2 separate regions of the Bombyx mori genome follow, and region 1 is linked to region 2. A link is a contact called in public Hi-C data. All regions are on one chromosome and are shown on one strand. The core of a region is the stretch at or near the end of the contact, and the rest is flanking DNA. Distances in the headings are between cores, read along the strand shown. Region 1 holds the start of LOC101737831 (myosin-7B). Region 2 overlaps LOC101737831 (myosin-7B).

What was found. Hi-C and Micro-C count contacts between places; a contact is called where the count stands out from the background.
Region 1: a contact with region 2 is called in a Hi-C map of midgut, with 1.9 times the contacts expected there. The contact joins the promoter of LOC101737831 here to the enhancer-like site in region 2. A contact is called at or near these places in 2 of 7 Hi-C or Micro-C datasets (midgut and whole pupa).

The regions. Positions count from the first base shown.
Region 1 is chr10:4,262,281-4,269,123 of ASM3026992v2, forward strand. It overlaps LOC101737831 (myosin-7B), which reads right to left and starts at 4,289. Exons shown (of 12, transcript XM_038013281.2): 1 at 4,129-4,289. It overlaps LOC101746064, which reads left to right and starts at 4,827. Exons shown (of 7, transcript XM_004930340.5): 1 at 4,827-5,123; 2 at 5,349-5,516; 3 at 6,306-6,457. The coding sequence starts at 5,056.
Region 2 is chr10:4,222,269-4,228,894 of ASM3026992v2, forward strand. It overlaps LOC101737831 (myosin-7B), which reads right to left. Exons shown (of 12, transcript XM_038013281.2): 2 at 264-1,372. The coding sequence starts at 1,351. Among protein-coding and RNA genes, the nearest start is that of LOC134199473, 8.8 kb to the right of the region's middle. Within about 2 kb of position 3,328, at least 6 of the 8 cell types and tissues checked have open chromatin away from gene starts, as enhancers often do.

The sequences.
Region 1 (6,843 bases), core at 3,039-5,538, 41 kb after region 2:
ATGCGACACTCATCTGTTGCAATTTAAATTGCGACATAATCGGAAACGCAGAACTCTCCTATTTCAATCAATATGTGATTACTAAACAGTGTAGTAAATTATGGGTTAAGTCCCCACAACACTTGCCACAAGCTGTTTTCTTCCGTCACACGAATGTAAATACTATGGGAACTTGGAATAATTGAATGGTTTTTAAGGACGCAGTTTGGCTCTCAGCTCTTGGTAGGGTTTATTGTTATCACGATGTTGATTCATTGATCTAATTTTATAACCAATAAGTCTCGCCGAATCTTCTCGATGGAATCAGAATCTATTCAGCGAAGTACAGCTCTTGCTAGGGCTAGTGTTAAAAAATTCTCTCAGGTTGAGCTCGTGAGTGCTGTATCCGTTTACGCGTAGCTAGGATAGCCCCTTAGGCTACCAGCGAATAGGTAGATAGGCAGCGAAAAAAGTATAATTTTACTGTTCTGTTAAAAATAGTTTGAATTGATGATGACAGTGATGACGACAGGCTGATGTCAATAGCCGAGTCGCTAGAACCTAGAAATACCTACAGATTAAAAGACATCGACATTATGATAACATTAACATATTACTACATATTACATATTACTGTCTATCTTGAGATATATGAGATTCAAGACCTAATTTATAATATTGATTGTACACAGTTGTACTTCGACAGTTTGACACCCCATCGACTCTGGTTCCAATGTCTCACGGTGAGATGGTGAAATCTAATAACAGTATGTGTGTGTTAGCTAATGTATTGTTTATTGTTAGATTACGGTGTCAACTTGTCACTCTCTTCTGCCTTGGTCTCGCATTAGGAAATTTAGTTTGTTTCGATAATGTGAAGCTTCATTCGCCTGACAATTTTCTTCTTAGACACAAGCCATTCCAAACTTCGATACGATGGAAAAAAAAAATTAAAACACGGTATCTATTGTAGCGAGCTGCAGTAAAAAGAAAAAAATAATTTTCTATCGGGTATAAAATAGTAGTGATCAAGATTTTTTTTTATTGTCCTTATAGGAAGACGAGCATACGGCCCACCTGATGGTGAGTGGTTACTGTCGCCCATGGACCTCAGCAATGCCAGGGACAGAGCCAAGCCGCTGCCTACCGCAATAACTCCGAACAATAAATCCGACCATTTGAAGGGGATGAAGTTCAATGTTTCCGTTAGATAGATAGTTAGATAGATACTTAGCAAGCTAATAAATTCGTGCTAAATATGTGAATTATCCACGCTTGGAGAACTCATTTCATTGTAAAACTTATTAGTTGCATTCAATAACAGTTTGATGGTGACGAATTAATGGGTTCGTGTTAACGTCAGCATTATTTCGGTGAACACTCCTAACTTCCGACAAAGCTGTTACGGATAAAACGGGCCTCGCAGATCCGGGCATGTCTACGTCACTGTGCTGTATATGACCTTAATAACGAGCATGCAACACCGGAAACTATATGAGACGGATTAAAAATAAGCTTGCATTTTATGATGATCTTAAACACACTTTTAAAATATTTAATCGTGCTCGAATGTGAACGACTGGATAAAGCAATCGTGTGTTTGGAATTGAATACGAACACTTCATTTCTAGTTAATTTTCGGAACTGTTTATTATTGCTGTCAACAGTAGCCATGTTCGTGGCCCTTTTTTTTGGTCAGGAGTATATCGCCGGACTTCCGTCCATTTCTGGGGATACTGGGCGGGGTATGTCAGAGTCGAACTGACTAAAACCTCCTGTCGCTCAACAACCAACGTCCAAACCTCGCATGAGACAGAACTCATGACAAGGCAGAGGGGGGAAAGTGAAGCGTTTAGTGCGGAGCACATCTCTCCCATCACCCTCACTGGACTGGCGGTCGTCGGCGCCACGACCACCAGCCCAACATAATAATCATAGAACTGGCTAGACAACATAGGGACTATTTTTTTGATATTTCTGAAACTATGCTAAACGTAAAAATGTATTTGCGAGTGGATCCGCATTATAGGTTTGTAGCCAAAAATATAGGATTGTTGCTTATTTAAAAAATATATTTAAAAAAAACAGACAGACAATAGAGAAGGGCAAGAAAGAGCAGTGATTAGAAGTGGTCAGCTGCTTCAATAAGTCTCAGCCACAATCAAAACTACTACTGTTCACAGTATATGTAACACATTGTACACAAGTCAAGTGGTTCCAGGTACTAAGTGCTGAATGTATCATAGATCAATGATATTGATACGCGAGTACTTTTCAACTCAAGGCCAATTCCCACAGATGAGTATTGGTGTTGAAAACTAAATTTCATTTATTTGATAGATTAATGCTATTAAGGGCTTCTACAATAAAGACTGTGACTCCATGTCTGAAAGGGGGTTTAGCAGCCTTGGTGTTGTGATATCTACGGACTCTGGTAAGCAACTAGGCAGTCTTAACAAACACTGAGGCTAGTTAAGTTAATTAATTGTGAGTGTTATTGTAATAGAGTATAACTACATTTTATGGGTATAATTGTTGAGTTTAGAAAAGAGATTAAATTTTCATTCCGCATTTTATGTTTTTAGAAGCATATACATTTTACACATTAACACTGTAATTAATTGCATATTCATTTTGTCTCATATATTTATGCACTATTGTTAATGTTCTATGGCAATTGTGTCATGGATGTAATAAATATTAACAAACAACAATGTCGTTTCTTAATGTTGTATGTAAAATGTCTGATTGTTATTTAATAAACTGTTGCATTTAGAGATTTTTTTTAGATAGTTAAAAGTGTTCTTAATACATTGCTTAAAATAAATAAGAGACACTTGTTTGTTACTAGAAGATAAATTTTAGTGACTATTTTTGATGTAAATAGGCTATTAAGATTTTATTTATTCCATCAACAATGGTATGTCGCAAGAGCTATGCCACTGCTGTTGGTATTGGTCACAAATATACATTAGATGTATTTATTATTTTAATGATATGAAATCTAACTCTTAGGTGAAAGAAATCAACACTTAGGAATATAATAATTTCATTGTTTCAATAATTGTCAATAAATTGTCTATCGAGAATGGGAATACTGCAAATATTACTATACCACCACTACCAGTGCTATGTGAAATACCACATAATATACAATAAAAGCTCTTTATTTATGGTGTATAGATTCCATGAATATGCGCAAATACAGAAACCATAAATATGGAAAAGCGCATTTACAAAGGATATTCAGTTGTATACCTACATATTGGAATCACTCTTATCAACGTTTATGTACTGATTTATTTATTAGATCCACAAATAGAGATAAGAATTGGATTGAATTTTTTAAATTCGCAAATAGTGAAAACAAGAATTAAGGAAGCTAAAATAAAGAACTTTTACTATATATTAAAATGGCAGCAAGTAAATCTAATTTTTGGATTTTTTCCCATACTATATGATTTTTGTAAATGCTAATTTTAGATATTTGCTTAACAAAATTTTAACTAAAATGATACTACTGCCCACATGACTTATGCTCATGAATATCAGTAATTCCAAGGGCACAGTCAAATAAATGCTGAACTGCTGAATGATGAGCTGTAATAATGCAATATTTACCTAATATTGCTTTCAATATTAGGTACTTAGGTACTGCTATTGAACTTAAAAAAATCTCTTCTCATAATTTTAGTAATTATCTTTTTTACATTAAGTAAAGGGTCAATTTACAATTTTCATTTATTGTTAAACATTGTTAAACATTTTTTATTTTGTGTTTTTTTTTTAATTGTTCTTTTTTTTATAAATAGCATTAAAAATAACTAGGTATGATAGTGAGCCTATGTAAATTAGAAAAGTGAGCAAGCCACGAGGATTGCACTGATATCTAAGTCGTGTGAGAAAATACTCATGTTTCCTAATCTAGTTTAATTTGTGTTCTTTCTATTCTTGTAATGCCGGAGGTTTGCAATTAGTATCTATTAAAGTTTTATTCGAATTTCCTCATAAACTAAAGATATATACGCTAAGGTATTTAACTTCACTCAATCAAAACACTAGAAATGTGTTTTTTTGTGACTTTACATCAGTTAGAACATGTAAGTACCTACTGAAGAATTAATTTATGAATTAAATTTAATTACTTACATTCAAATCTTGGACGTGACAGTACTTCTAATTATTTTTCTGTAGAAAATATTATAAAAGCTAAAAACGATACTATTCGCGTTATGTATAACAAAACAATTCAAAAAACACGCGAGCAAACGAACTAAAATAATATTCTTTTTTTCTTATGGCAAGCTATGGCAATTGGTCAAATATTTTTTTAATAAGTTTTATTGGCTTGGAAACAAAGTGTTTTAAGCCAGTGCAATTGGTCATTGTGTCAATTATCTATGAATCTGTCCATTAACAGCTTCGGACTTTTTGGCGGGAAGGCGAGGAGTGAGGCTGTGTGATTTGTTTTATTTTGTCTATTTAGTGTTTCTTCACGTTTAAATATGTAATAAAGGTAGTTTATTAACTGTTTAATATTTGTGAAAGTGCACGAATGTGGAAAATGAAACAAAGCCGTTACTTCTCGGGATTCTCCAAAAAGCCCACTGAAAAAATCTCAGTAAATGACCAACATTTTACTAAGGTTATATTTCATCCAATATCATCTCATCTTATTTCTATTCATTTCATGCCATGTTTTATATTAATCAACTTCATTTCATTTCATAATATCATATTTGATAAAAATAATATATACAAGATAGGGCTGTATGGTATGATACCTTTGCCTTTCAATTCGGAAAAATAAAACTACTATTACTGACTTATGTCAGGATTAATACCACTACATGGAGTTAATAAGTACCTACAACAACTCTATGTACCACTATTATAATGATAAAATATAAATCATACAAGACTTGGCTTCGGCTTTTTTGCAAATTTATTTCAAAAATTATATAGAACAGACAAGGCGTATGGGCTTAGAATCCCCATGCCTTTCTTCATAAGGAATAGTTGTACCAAAAAAAAAAATTGTCTATAGTCAGTTTTAAGCAAAACAACTTTTACGACATGGAACCAGATTCAACAACTTTTGAAATTAAAAATCAATCACATCTTCCGTTCAATACGAACATAAGGTAAGTTTCATTGAATTAAGTTCAGGGTAAATTGTAGTTAGATAATACTTGTTTAGGATTTGATAAAGGCTCTTTAGGTTTGATGTACAAACTCGACAGTCACTTAGATTCTCCTAATAAAATTTCATTCTCTAACGATATTGTATTGTTATTTTACGTTTATGTGATTAAATATATGTACATTAGTAGTATTACTACAGTGAACATAATCATACGATTTTTCAGGAATTTAAAATTATACAACGATTTCACAGAAACCAATGGAACTGCAAGTGCAGAAAGTCAATTAGTAGAGAAACTACAACTGTATGGCTTGATACCAAGATCCCTATCATGTCCGACAAACAAGTCTGATTGCAAGCTTAGTGTAAAAACAGCTAGGGTCATTGATCGGTAAGTTTAACAATAAGTGGCCTAAAGTTATTTTTTGAACCAACAGTCTTTCGTTAGGTCCGCAACTAAGTTGTTGCAGCTTATCAATAGTTTAGCAATGAGTGCTGGTCAATTTTGGTAGATAAAAAACATTTTGAAGCAAACAGAAGTAAACCACTTTGAGACGGATCAGGAGGATCCATTAACGGTGCTTTTAGGTACCTCAAGCACCGGTCACCGTCCTCCCGGAGTAAATTAACCTACAGACACAGCCCACTGAGTTTCTCGCCAGATCTTCTCAGTGGGTTGCATTTCTGATCTGGTCATATATTTTGCGAAGCTCTTACTAGGGTTCGTGTTAACAACAACGTCAGGTTTGAGCCCTGCGAGCTCACCTACTAGGCGAATCTAGAATAACCCCTTGATTATTAGAATAGGTAAAAAAAAGAATTACGCATCATTCACAGGAAGTGTAGCTTTTCTTCATTCATTTAATTGTAGGTATTGCTTTATGAGGATCAGTCGGCTTCAACATTAGGAGTTACTTGCCAAGCCATTTCTAACTTATTGCATGTATTAGAATGATTCAAAATCAAGAAACTTATGTTCTTTACCTGTCTTTGTGATTGAATCCGGTTATTGTAATCCATTATTGTAGTGATTACAATTAGAGATCAAGATTAAGATTATTAAAAAATTAGAGATTAAGATATTAAAATCTTATAATAGTTCTTTATCTATGTTATAACTGAAGACTATCAGTTGTGCCTACAACCTGTGACAAAAATTTCAATTAATGATGTTTTGCAGAGTTCAGTGGTCATGCAAAGGATGTGGAAAAAGGTCACCAATAAGGACAGGATCATTCTTCCATAGGTTACCATGTTCCATACTACAAACCCTCCAAATAATTCTGGCTTGGTCTGAGGATGCTGATTTACAAGTAGCTGCAGAACATTTTGGTAAGTGAGTTGCTTTCAGTTAGTATTAATAAAAAAAAACAAAAAACTTTTTGACCAGTCATGGTTGAACCACTACTTAAAGATCAACTTAGTCATGTTTTTTAGATAGACAATTTATTATTTAATTATAATTATATAACTTAGGTACCTATATAGAAAGATTAGTATATGGATACTAACAAAACTAAATACTGTATGGAGGGTAGCTATCAAGCTAAAGCTAATAATCAAGGTTATTTCGCAAGTCGTTTTGGCTTAAAGGATAAGACGTCCAGTGCATTCGTATCTAGCAATGCATAGGTGTTCAAATCCCGCAGGCGGGTACCAATTTTTCTAATGAAATACGTACTTAACAAATGTTTATGATTGACTTCCATGGTGAAGGA
Region 2 (6,626 bases), core at 2,078-4,577:
GGGGCGTGGCGGGCCGCATCGCACGGACGCAAATCCGCGTCGCAACAATGCGAGTCGCTGCGGCCCGACACAGTGTGCGATAACTCTTACAAATTGTATTAAGCGATTTGAGCGGATTTTTGCGCTCCGCCCCGACACGCTGCGGCCCGGCATAATGTGCTTGAACCTTTAATCAACTAATGTTATTACTAACTGTACTTAACTATAGTATAGAGACTGAGCGATCCTAAACCAAAAGCTTTACGAGCAAAAATGGAACTTACGTTTCTATATTTGGCACGATGCCCGCGAGCGCCGCTTCAACGTCCGTTCCCAAGAGTACTGTCTGGGAGGTCCTCTCTGCGTATATCCGCACGCGAGTTTTTATGGCACAGCGTGAAGATGCCGACCTGGAAACGGTCGGTCTCCTCGACGTTGGTGGTGTTGTCTCATGTTTAGGTGAACCTTCGGTGTCCGTCTCACGTTTTCTCCGAGGCAAAGTAGCATATTTATCTGAGGTGGACCGAGTTACAGTGTTCTCTGGATTCGGCGTCAGTCGCGGTCCATTGGTTGGCCACCTTTTTTCTTCACATGGAGAGCTAGGGGTGCGACATCGAGCCGATGAGGTTTTGGTTGGCTTTGCGCGCAATGCGGGACTTTCTCTAACAAGATTCGGCAGATCTCCATTAGGTCTGATCCGAGGTTTAGGGGTGAGCGGTCGAGGCTTCTCTGGCAAAGTTGGTTTCTCTCTGCTTCTTGCACGTTCTCTAGTGGCCAAGTTCGGTCCGCGAGGTGCAGTAGCCGGTCGTGGCGTGGATGAACCGATAGGTGAACTTCGTTTCGGATCGGGAACGTTTACATTTACTCGTCGACGAGGTAGGGGAGGTGCGCCCGCCAACGAGGAGCTCTCAGAGCCGCAGCCCGAACCACACGACACGACACTAGAAGCGCACGATCTGGATCCTCCACCACTGCTGAGTGCGCGGCCGCAACCTTCAACACCGCTATCGCTGCCCGCAGCACCGAGCGCCAGTTCGTCTCCTGCCGGCAAGCTATCGAGATCTCCAAGTGATCTCGCATCTTCATTCGTTTCACACGCGTCTTGCTCCCCTAACGACTGCTTAAAAATAGTTAAAGGTTCTTGTTCTACAGTATCCACGACCACGCCGCTTTCGTCCTTGTTCGGATCGGTATCTTCTTTAATTTCACTTTCTTCATCTTTGATAGAACTTATATTTTCAGGATTTACGGAGATATCAGTTTCGGTTTTCGATTCGTCGAGTTGTTGTTGTTGTTGTTCAGAAATTTCACTGTTTTGAGTGACTCCCGCTGGGGATACGGTATCTTCTACACAAGTAGTACCTTCTTCCATGTCGAGTGTAAATTACATGTTCTGAAAAAAATTAAAGTTATTATGACTTTGAGAATCAAACGTATTAGAACAGAGCAGAGTAATCGGTTTAATGCAAATTTATAATAGTTTTATAAGTTGATGTTGTTGATGATGTTGAGTTGATGAGTTACAACGGGACTGCCGTTATAACTCCGATAGGTTCTCCAACCGCGACTATTTTCGACTATCAAACCCGGAAAAAAATTAATTTGGGTAATTGCTGTTGGCAGGGCTATTTCAATATTTAATCGAACCACCACCGCCCATCAAACAAATAAATAAAAAAAGAAACGCAGACAAACAAGGTACAGCAGTCTTTTGGTCAGTTTTCTTTACCGCTGACTATCTATCAGGTTTGGCAGTCAAAATAGCAGTAATTTAATAGCCTCTTGTATGAAGCCCATGTAACTTTAAATTTGTAATACCTACATAACATTGTAATTAAGTCTATAATGATACCCCCAAAACATATCAACCTAATAATGGATATAATGCAGGTCATGCAAAAATGGACAAATTAGGCCCTATCCCATATAAGCAAGATTCACAAAGATCCACTGTCGCCCAAATCTATTCTTCATATTATTTCATATTATTCAACCATATATTTTCCAAGATCTGAATTAGAACGAAGAAGGGATAATTCCGTAGTGGCAAAACTGTCTAGAATTAATTTCAATGAGATCCGGACTATTTCAATGAGTTCTACGTATTTTTCTAGAAGGTATGTTTACTGTACGGACGACGCAATCAACGATATAAACGAATATTGCGAGTGTGTACTAGACAGTAAAGTTCACGGTTACGACACAGGTTTACGGCTTCATTTGTGTCGACATCACTTCGAACATAAAGCTTGCTTCGTTCTACGTGCACGACGTATGTACAAGGTATTCTACAACATAAAAGCGGTTCGCAAACAGTACATGCTCGATTTACATTAAAATATCCAAACAGAATTACAAGTAGAGAAACGAGTGACAACGGAAAAAACCTATGCACGCCGCATTATGGAGTTTGTCTGTAGAATGCAGCGTTAAACACGCTGTAGTTCTCATGGATCGGAGGCCATTCGACGCTGTCTGTTTCGAAAATGATGAATACGAATATCTCTGTACTATCGATATTTTTGAAATGAATACATGAATTTTTATTTTGTATATTTATTTAATTTACTTTAGATTTTGCATCCATATTACATTCATTAGCGGGCTAAAAACAGAATATTAATAATAATACGAAAACCAAAAATGAAAATGAATGTCATAACTGCCTTTACTTAAACGGGCGGAACTCAAAATCGTTCGAGCATCACGAGGGAAAACGTGCATACATAGATTGTGGTATCAGCTATCTATCCACTTAATCACTTTATTGTGCTTTATGAATATAAACGTGCCGCACTCAATAGCCCCAACTTATTCCTATCTCGTCCTCGAAGGTCAAATATTGTTCGAATTTTAATATTCTCGAATATTTTGAGAAATTTCATCGAGTTGAGCGCGCATCAATTGTTACGATGCGCGTCCGCAAGAATATAAATACAAGTAATAAAGTGCAAGTAAGGATTCGAAGGGTCATCGCTCTTTGCGATTTGCTGCAGGGGGCCATTCAATACGGACTATTTAGATAGTGAGGCAAACTGTGAACACCTAGTACGATTACTGCCAATCTAATTTGTCACGGTTGTAGAGCGAGGCTCGCGTCGCGTCGCGTCGCGTCTGTACAAATGCCTCTTTATAAACAGTAAACATATGGTTTATTTTAAACGACATAAAAAGAACAGACACGTGAAGCTTGTTAGTTAATTGAACACGTTGAAAGGCCACGGCGAAGGTCTAAAGTCGAGGCCACATCATCATACTCTTTAAAAATACAAGTTCTTCACATTCTACCCGTAAACTAACGAGCTAGTTGAAGTTGACCACACATAAATCTCTAGAGACGCATTTTTACGTCGAGGAAACAAATGAATAGCTATATCCGCTTTCAATCCAAGTAAATTGTACTACAAACTATCGTATAAAAGTTGTATTCAATATACATTTTTATCAGGGAGTGAAAACAATATGTTTTAAGAGTTTTAAGTTAATTATTATTAGTATTAAGCGATAGGCAGCGGCTTGGCTCTGCCCCTGGCATTGTTGAAGTCCATGGGCGACTGTAACCACTCACCATCAGGTGGGCCGTATGCTCGTATGCCTACAAGGGCAATAAAAAAAAAGTGCAACTTTGGATACGATTGCGCTCGAGACATTGCTGATATTCATGAGCGCCGGTGAACGTTCACAAAGGGTAAAAATAAAAGTATTCATATAATAACGACGCTCTTTATACATCAGAAGATTCCGTGAATCGAAATGCACTTAAGGAACTTTCCCGGGCCCACGAAATCGATTAGAAAGATTTACTTTACATTCTGCAAGTTGATTGCGACACCGAATTAAGTCAAAACACGTTTTGAAAGTTTTAACTTTTAAATTATTACGAATGCGTTCATAAACCGCAACTATCGCATTAATATTTCACGATAAGATAACAACAATTTATGTAGCATCACTCGATACCTATTGGTGAAACAGTCGATGATTACTCAGATATATAATAAAATCGAATATTTTTATAACGAAATGAGTTTTATCATATACCGGGGAAATTTAAGTACTAGCCGCGATAACCTTTACGTCATTGAAATATGTCAAATGTATAAATCATTGTACGTCTTCTTACAGAAAAAAAATCTTGGTTAGGTACATGTGAGTCATGTCGGTCTGGGGACCGGCGAGGGGGGCCTAAGAAGACGACGTGCAAGCTGCTCTGCACGCGTTTTACGCAAGAGCATCCGGGTGATGGAAGGCCGGCTATCCTCGACCCACGCTGGTTCTGGCCCAGCGGGGTATTCCGTAGGGTAACCCACTCTAACCGGCGCCATCTAGGCGGGCTTCGGACAGTTTGCCGACCGAGAGGGCTGGTGGTCGTGGCTCCGACGACCGCCAGTCCGGCGTTCCGAAGGGGAGGGTGATGGGAGAGATGTGCTCCGCACTAAACGCTTCACTTTCCCCCCTTTGCCTTGTCATGAGTTTTGTCTCATGCAGGTTTGGACGTTGGTTGTTGAGCGACAGGTTTTAGTCAGTTCGACTCTGACATACCCCGCCCAGTATCCACAGAAAAGGGCGGAAGTCCGGTGATTTCCTCCTAGAGAAGGTACATGTGAGTGTGTTAACTCCTATGTAAAACATAAATTGTAATATCATAACGCATGCGAGTATTATTAATCTCTATGCAGCTGCCTGCTGCATATAAAATATGGCAAAATACTAAATATTAATTTAATCATAATTAAGCGAACAACGAATTGTCAAGACGCTTTTTAATGAATTAATTCAAAAAAGTTATCGTGATGCAATATCGATACCAAATTTTTATGTTAACAGTTTGTTGTGTGTGTTGCACAGTTTATACAAAATAATTTATGTGAAATTAACTATAAAAAATCAATTAATTGTAATATCTTAAAACTAGTACAAGTTTCATCGTCTACTCTATAACAGTGGTGGGCAAACATTTTCAATTGCGGGCCACAAAGTTTAAGAAATTCTAGAGGAGGTCCAGAATTATAGAAAAAATGCATTTTGTATTAAAGCTTTTTAATAAACAAAATACCTTTTACTTTTACGCCTTGTTAGGCGTGTGAGACGTGAGGCGTGTGATAGATAGGTGAAAAGCATGATTTTTTCCAATAAATAAACTAATACCTGTGACATACTGCCAAAATAATTATAATGATGGTAAGTTAATTATGAGATAGTGAAAGCTCAAATTTGAGCTCCTTTTTAATGAAAACACCCCTGACGAATATTCGTATTGTTTTAATTAAAAAGGAGCTTTCATTAAAAATTTGAAGATTTTCAATTATAAACGTCAGATTTTATTTTACGCGCCAAAATGCTGACTAGAATATTTAGGATGGATGGACTCTCGGCGGGCCGGATTAAATACTTCCGCGGGCCGGAGTTGGCACACGGGCCGTACTTTGCCCATCACTGGTCCATACAGACTTCGCTCAAAAGTGGTCTTGTCTCAAAGAGATCGCTCGCTATGCGTTTTTCATATTATTATGCGTATTGTCTTTATGAAAAATATTACTTTTCCTATTTGATACACCAAAAAGTTTAATAATATTTTAGTATAAGTACCATAGACACGAAACAAACGAAATTACATCTTTTTACATTCATAGACATTTAAGACATTTAACTCTAGTTATAAAATAAGCATAATGTTTTAGTAACTGAACGCTTTCAGTTATTTGGCTTGAATCCATCTGATGGCGTCAGTTCGACGAGTCAGTTAAATTATTATTAACTGGGTTAATGCAGACAAAGCTTATTGTGCATTAAATAAACAATTTAAAGCCGCCCTACGCCGCGATCTCTGTGTGATTGATCGCTATGATAAAATAACCTTTCGTAATTCTGAATCTGCAACGAGAAGGAATGAAATATAATCAATGCGGGTTCTGTTTATCTACAACTCACGAGATCTCAGTTCGCCTGGTATTAAATAAATGTATCTATTAAATGGTTACTGGAACTATTGGACATGAGACGCCACAACGACACCTGGAGCAATGATTCTTAATTGTATCGTAAGTGCCTTTGAAAAATAAATCATTTTCTTGAAAAATGTCAAGAGAACTTCCGCTCATCCGTTTTTTTTTCCTACCTAAGCTGATAGCCTTGAGAGGCTATGTCCGCGTAACCGGGCGAGTAGGTGAGCTGACGTGGCTCAAACCGGGAGTGTTGCTAACACTGGCCCTAGCTAGAGCAGTGCTTCGCAGAATCGACCACCGGATCGGAAACGCGACTCACTGAGAAGATACGGCGAGAAACTCAGTGGGTTGGCGCTCATCCGTAAGCACTTATAAACGTTCTTCGTGCTATGTACATACTCGTATAAGTCGTCCATTTGACTTCTAAAAACTGAAACGATACCTATTCTCAAACTTGTGACATTCTGAATATTTTATACAAACAAAGTGAACAGTCAAATAATTTTCCAATATTGACAACGCAGACATTTCTTGGGAATCACATATTTAGCGGTATCTATATGCTGTTGAAAAATCTCCCCTCCGTTATAATACTCGTTTACTATACAATAACAGCAGTATAGGTAATTTATATTGTATTTATAATATGTATTTTCAAAACCTCAAACCGCATTATTTATCAAATTTTATTTTACATTGAAA